Regions from separate parts of the Capsicum annuum genome. Here region 2 is linked to region 1. Evidence: chromatin contacts called from public Hi-C data. All regions are on one chromosome and are shown on one strand. Each heading gives the region's core, a stretch centred on a gene start, on an enhancer-like site or on the middle of the called end of the contact. The rest is flanking DNA. Distances are from core to core; before and after follow the strand shown.

Region 1 (3,778 bases), core at 922-3,421:
CACCTATTTTGTGTCCCTAAAGGACAAAGTCTATACATATGTGAAGCATGGTAGACCAATCGGTTACAAAAGAAATAATTCTTGAAAATAATAAGGAGCGAATAATCATAATAAGAAGGCAATGTGCTCTTGAAGAGCCTATGACATAACACTCATGAAACCTTATGAGAGATTTAGGTACCTGAAAATAATGAAGTGATGAAATCTCAAAATGTTATGACGCATTGTGAACCGATACAAAATGAGAAATGTCAAAGATATCTTTGATACAATATTAGCGCAATATTGTAAAAGATTATGAGGATCCGAATTCTACATTAATTTAAGCATGCTGACGTAGAAACATTTATCAAGTGACATGAAATGATGCATCTTGATAAGTATAACACTTATTTGATTTGCAGTCCAGACACTTGAAAATGTCATAGATGAAATGTTGAATATTGTCACTTGACAAAATTTACATGAAAACTTGTTCAAGAATTCAAAATGTTTGAAAATATAAAAGTTTCTGGGAAACTTATCTATAATCCTTATATGGCATAAATCTATAACTTGAAAATTATTGAAACTCTTGGAGAGTTTTCAAAAGCAGTAGATAATTTGCTGACATGAGAAATACACTGAATTGAATTGGTTATGCAGTACAATATCTTAGTGCAATTGATGTACTAATGTATCTTGCAAATACTACAAGGCCGATATTGCCCTTTTCAGTTAATTTGTTAGCAAGGTATAATTTCGCTCCTACTAGGAGACATCGAAATGGGATCAAACACATGATCTTATTTTATTCTAAAGATTGCAGTCCTGATCTTGTTGATCATGCTATCTCAAACATGCAATGTGTTGACATGTGAGGTTACTACCATATCTTAGAGATATACAAGCGGTCTATCTAGCACTTCATCAAATCATGCCGAGCTAATAGTTATTCATGAAGTAAGCTGAGAATATGTTTGGTTGAGGTCCACGATACATCTCATTCGAGAAAAATATTGTTTGAAATGTGACAATGTACCCATAAGTTTATACGAAGATAATGCAACATGCATAACATATCTTCAAGGAGGATTTATTAAAAGGAGATAGAATGAAGCACACTTCATCAAGGTTTTTCTATACATACGAGCTACAAAAGAATGATAATATTAATGTTCAACAGATTCGTTCGAGTAACAATATAACTGATTTATTCATCAAGTCTCTTTCAACTATAACTTTCAAGAAGATAATGTACAAGATCGGGATGCAAAGATTCAAGTCATTAAACTGAAGTTCCCATCAAGGGAGTAAAATACGCGTTGTACTCTTTTTTTTCTTAACCAAGGTTTTGTCCCAATCGGATTTTCTTGGTAAGGTTTTTAATGAGGCAACACTAAAGGAATATTACAAGATGTGTGTATTCTTTTTTCCTTCTTTGGGCTTTTTCCCATTGAGTTTTCTTAGTAAGATTTTAACGAGACATATTATCTCTTAATTGACATCCAAGAAGGAGTGTTATATTATATGGATGATATCATGTAACATGTATATGTTTGAAATATTAGAGATAGTAGTCAAGTTGGATTTGAAGACCAAAACATTCCTTGTTAAATTTGGATTTGAAAACCTAAAATAGTTGGCCAACTTGAAATCAAGTTTGACAAGCTTAGAAACTAAGTTTGGTGTCTATAAATAGCCACCATTTGTACATTTTATTGAGACATCAAAGTAATAACAAATGCACTATTAAGGTTCTCTTATTTCCTTAAATTTGATATTTTGACTTTATTTTATACCATTTTTTTTAAAGTTATTTTTTTATTTTATTTTAAAATGAAAAAATAAAAGGGTCTTTGGATTAAAAGGGACAAACAAGTTGTCCAATTAAGTGAGGGTCCTTCAAGTTTTTAAAATTAGGTGGGAGAGACAATTTTTTTTTGAGTTTTTTTCGTTCCACTAACTTCTCCTAATTGTTCAAAAGTATTAAAATTGTTCGATAACCGTGCTAAATTATTCAATAACTAAATAAAGTTGTTCGATAATTGGGAGAAATTGTTCAACAACTGTAAAGTTGTTGAGAGAACTAATACAGAAGTTGTTGAGAGAACTAATACAGTTTTTCAAGAGACTTAACATTTTCAAAGGGGACAAGTTGTGGGATCCACTTCTTGTTTTAATTGAAAACTTGGAGGTCTTTGGATTCATTTTTCTCAAAATAAAAGTACACCATTTTGATCATTGAAAAAGGCTGTTAGCCAAATTTTCTCTCCTTCAATTTTCTCGGGACTCTTGAATGGCAAAAATCCATGAGTAGAGTTCAACCGGGCTCATAGTTGTTGCGATAATGGTAAGCTATGAACAATTCAAACAAAATTAACTGGTCGCTGTATATCTATTGATCATTTTTCAACTGTTTGTTTGCTTTTGGGTTTCAGTTTTCGATTGCGGCCATCAACGATACAGAATCAATAAGCCAATGGGAACCTTTAGCCCCTACCAAAGAAGCCCAGGTATACAAACAAACTTCTGCAGTTGTGTTCTTGTTCTTGCTTTCAGTACCCTAATAAAAACAAAAAAAAGTCCTTTTTCCCACTGAATGTTTAATTGATTATATATTCCTCTATAAAGCATTTAAAATTTGAGAAAGGTAGTTGCTTTTAAGCATTATAATACATTTCATCTCCACTAATTCTACGGGATACCTACCATTGCCCACCAGCATCAAACTCGGTAACTCTATCCACCAAGTCTAGAACAAATGGGAAGAAATCATCTATTGTTTTGTCTCCGCTGGATTTGAACCTGAGACTTGAGACCTCATGGTGCTCGACCCACTTCATTTTCACACCCTTGCGTGCAATTATCTCTCTTTTTTTCTTTTCCCTCTTCCTTAATAGTTGGCGATTCTATACTCTGCGTGCAATATTGTGATAACTTGTTTCTTATATGGATGATACTTTTCTACAAGTTTTATTGTTTTACTTTGATGAAGAGAAAGCAGGGAGGAACTATTTTGATTTCTCTCTTTTTACTATGGATTTGTGATTTGGGTTTTGCAGGAATTTCATTTATCACAAACTTACCATGAAGGACTTTTGAAACTGGATGCTAAAGACTACAAAAAGGCTCGTGAGCTTTTGGAGTCTGTATTAAAGGATCCTCTGGTTGCAAATTCACAGGTACATGCTGATAGTTACCTTGGAATCACCATCTTTTCTGCCACGTCCTTACTAATGGTTATTTTTGTTCTTCTTCTTCTTCTTCTTCTTCTTCTTATTTTTGTATTTTCATTATAGGTGGATAGTAATTCTAGTGATGGTCATCTTTTGCAGCTCAGGTGTGATTGAGGCCTAACTTCTTGCTCGAACTTCTGGTTCTGATTTTGTTGTAATTTCTTCTCGTACTTGCTTGTTCCTGGCTACTACTTCTCTAGTAATCTAGAGTAGCTAATGAACTACCATCTCTTCTTGCTGGCTTTAGAACATTCTCTATATAATTTTCCCTTTCATTTAAAACTGAAGCCAATTTATTGCTCTTTCCCTCTGTCATTGGTTGTCGAAATTTCGCGTTATTGTTAGTGCTAGACTATATTTAATTGAAGATCTTAAAGATATCTAAAAGCAGGGCGGATCTATTAAGAGAGTTGAGGGTGCCACGCCACCCACAAACTTCGACGGAAGCTCTCTCTATATATACACATATATACACGGATATAGTCAAATAATTAACATGCCACCCCCAAGACTGAAGTGTTGTTTGGTCCGAGTGGCAAAGTGTCACATTTGCTCGGCTG
Region 2 (3,778 bases), core at 453-2,952, 100 kb before region 1:
AGAGCAATTCCATTGGTGTGCTTGGCAGTTCTGGTAGAGGTCTAACTGAACATTGTAAAGTTTCGGTATGTTCATCACATTATTTGGTTAATTAACTTTGTATCTCTGTGTATATCCTCATATGGAATTATCCAATTGCAGGCTGACAAGATAGATATAATAACTGCGGCAATGGGACATGCATTGGCCACAGAAGGTGGGTTTTGCACTGGGAATGCTAGAGTCATTGATCACCAGGTACTAAGGTGTACTCTATCCACCAGTTTATCTTCAAGTCCCAATAAGTCCATGTTCATGATTTTCATTTCTTGCACTTGTGTCTCTTTATATTTTCCACCCATCTTTTGTTAATGATTTATTTTGCCTGCATTGGCAGCGTCTCAGTAGTTCTGGTTATGTCTTCTCTGCTTCACTGCCTCCTTACTTAGCTAGTGCTGCAATTAAGGCTATTGATATTGTGGAAGAAAAAACTGAACTTCTTGTCAAACTGAGGCAAAATATTGCTATGCTGACTAAAGGTCTTTGTCCCATACCAATTATCTTCTTTTTTTTAACTCCCTTATCCCCGTTATGCGAGCCTGAAGAAACATATTTTTTTGTGTAACTGCAGGTCTATCGGATATAAAAGGCTTAGAAATAGTCAATGATCTGCTCTCCCCCATTATATTCCTTACATTAAAGAAGACCACTGGTTCTTCAATGGGTGATTTACAAGTGCTTGAAGATATAGCTGATCATGTAAGTAAGTCAGCTTAATGCTCGTTACTTTGCCATATATAGTTTTGAACTCATCAGCTAGAGTTACCTCACGAGTTTGTTTTTGTGCAACAACTTAATACTCTGTAGGTCTTGAAGGAAGATTCTGTCTTTATTGTGACTTCAAAGAGATCAACTCTTGATAAATGTAAGCTTCCTGTTGGAATTAGATTATTTGTCTCAGCAGCTCATTCAGAATCTGATCTGGCGAAAGCGAGCAAATCCTTGAAACGAGCAGCAGCATCACTATTGCCAGTTCAGGATTGATAAAGATTTACTGATTTGCTCGTCGAAGAGGCCAGCGTCAAAGAATCCGTCCTTCATCAATGTCTGTATATATTGCATTTGTTTTGCCCTTGCTGGTCTTTCAATTTTCCACATTAAAGCTATCGAAGGATCTAAATATTGTTGAGATTGCACGATCACAGTTGTTGATTCACTACTATAGAAATTCTTTTGTCCAAGATTTTGCTTTCATGACCTATTTCATAATTTGTTTATAATGGAAAGAAGAAGAGAAAGTGCAAGGTGGTTAGTAGTAGTTGAATATTTGAATGTATAGACAGTATTTGTCTCTACTTTGTTGGAGTAAGAATTATGAATTGATTTTTGTTGAGTTGAAGATATAGAAAGTGGTGTTTGTGATTCTATGTACAAGACCAAGTGAGTACAACTTCTTGTGCATCTGGTACATATTGCGTTTTGTATTTTCTGGATCAAGTCCTCAAAAACAAAACGAAATATTGTCTATTATCCTTTTCAATCTAAAAGAATATTGTGATATAAGATAACTCACTTTTTTTTTTTCATGATATGACACGTAAAACTTTTTAGGCTGTGAATTGTGACCTCAAGCAGACAGCGGAAAAAAGAGGCATAACACCGTTTGTTTGAGTTTTTACAAAATTGATTTTGCAAACTCAAGTTTTTCTTCTTCTTTTTTCTTGTGAAAAATGAAAACGATGGAGGATTTTCTGAAAAAAATAACTAGTTTCTTATTGAAGATTATTTCCAACAAAACTTTCAATAATTCAAAACTAATTTGTTCAAGCAAATATCGACTCACATTATGTATGGCTATTTTTATCTATGTGCGATTCATTTCTAGCTATTTTTATAGTTTCTTCAATGAAGGAAAAAGTAATGTGCAACATGAGAAGATTTGATAGGAGATATTTTAAAAACTCAATTGAAAAAAGAGAGACTATTTTGTTTTTGGATTTATTTTTTTGTGTTTGGAGAGAATTTGTGGGTCATGGGTCAATTTATAAATTTTAAAAAGTTATTGTCACCCCTATTTTTGAAATATTTTTTTGGGTTAAAATTCATAAATAGCATACTTAAGACCATAATTATGAGATTCATAGCAACACTTTCATAATTACTTAAACTAGCAACTTGTATTTTGTATTTGAACAAACTGTTGTTATAAAAATACATATACAAATCGTTTTACTGCCTATATTTAACTCAAATCAGTTGAGTTAAATATGATATAATTAGCCATAAATTAAATGTGGAGATTCCTTTTTGATTAAAACCTCTTAATTAACATGGTTTTCGTTATTTGTTACCAACTGAAATCACAATTCAAATTTCAGTTTCACATTATCATTTTCATCCCCCAAAAAATCAATATCAAATTCAACTGAAACTTCTTCTGTTCAATATCTTCGAAAATTCAAATTAAACCATTACTTTTGTTGAAGGTATTTAATCGTAATATTGTTTTCTTATATGAATTTCATCAGTTGTTTGAAATTGATAAAAAAATTTCGTTCTAACTTTTTTTTTGAACCATTACTGTTATTTCTTTCAAATTTTTTTGAGTCATTACTGATGTTTCATTCAAATATAGTGATCAAAATCGATTTTTCGTTAAATTATTTTTGAATATTTTGAGCCATTAACGATTTTTCGTCAGAGTGATCAAAATCAATTTTCCGTTACGTTGTACAATTTAACAATTTATTTCATTAAATTGTTTTTGAATATTTTATAAACGAATTTCAAAAAAAAAAAAGTAATGCAACAGTAAATTGAACTGATCAAACAATATAGTGATCAAAATCGATTTTTCAAGCTGCTCAAACTCAATTTTTTTTTCACTTCTTTTTTTTTGTTTTTTTCTTTTTCTATTTTTATTATTTTCGTTTTTTTACTCTTTTATCTCTAACTTTTATTTTGAAAAGACAAATATGTATATCACATACACATATTCAAAAAATATATAAAATATATAGCCATACAGATCTGGATATGTATTTACAGTATAAAATATACATATGTATTTACAAAAATATATATCTCACTCATAAGTATATATAAACATATAAGACACAAAATCTCTATAATAAAAAGGATAACTATATATATATATACATATAAGTAATCAAAAAATACATGATACATATCCTATATGTTTATATATACATGCGAGTCAGATATGTCTTTCTATAAATACATATGCAGATATATATGTATGTTTTTTACCGTAAATAAATATGCAGATCTATATGTCTATTTATTTTGTATATTTTTTGAATATATATATGTGATATAGATATTTGTCTTTTAAAAATAAAAAATAGAAATAGAAGAGTAAAAAACTGAAAAAAAAGACAAACGAAAAATAAAAAACTGAAAAAAAAAAGGTGAAAAGGGAAAAAAAAAAAGAAAGAGGAATAGAAACTAGAAATAGAAGTGTAAAAGCAAAAGCGAAAAAAAAAAAAGGAAAAAAAAGAAGAAAACGAAAAAAAATATGAGAAAGGAAAAAATAGGAAAACGAAAAAGAAAAATATGAAAAGGAAAAAAGGGAGAAGAGAAGTAGAAGAGAAAAAATAAAGTGGAAAGAAAAAAAAATTAAAATAAAAAATAAAATGATAAAAAAATAAAAAAAACTAGCAAGAAAAAAAGTTAGAGATATAAGAGAATAATATTTTGAAATTTTGAATATTATGAAGATAATAATCTTCATAATTGAATTTGATTTTAAAAAAGGAATCTACTAATTTAAATAAGA

What was found. A called contact is a pair of places that touch in the nucleus more often than the background predicts.
Region 2: a Hi-C map of leaf shows a contact between it and region 1, with 4 times the contacts expected there. The contact joins the enhancer-like site here to the promoter of LOC107838895 in region 1. A contact is called at or near these places in 2 of 5 Hi-C or Micro-C datasets (both in leaf).

What each region holds. Positions count from the first base shown.
Region 1 is chr8:91,324,354-91,328,131 of UCD10Xv1.1, reverse strand. It overlaps LOC107838895 (calcineurin-binding protein 1), which reads left to right and starts at 2,171. Exons shown (of 19, transcript XM_016682141.2): 1 at 2,171-2,332; 2 at 2,421-2,495; 3 at 3,045-3,164; 4 at 3,282-3,322. The coding sequence starts at 2,330.
Region 2 is chr8:91,428,250-91,432,027 of UCD10Xv1.1, reverse strand. It overlaps LOC107838845 (long chain base biosynthesis protein 1), which reads left to right. Exons shown (of 13, transcript XM_016682081.2): 9 at 1-65; 10 at 142-237; 11 at 377-518; 12 at 611-738; 13 at 847-1,406. The coding sequence ends at 1,023. Among protein-coding and RNA genes, the nearest start is that of LOC107838845, 13 kb to the left of the region's middle. Within about 2 kb of position 1,702, at least 1 of the 5 cell types and tissues checked has an H3K27ac peak or open chromatin away from gene starts, as enhancers often do. A contact at or near this core is called in leaf, where this site is marked.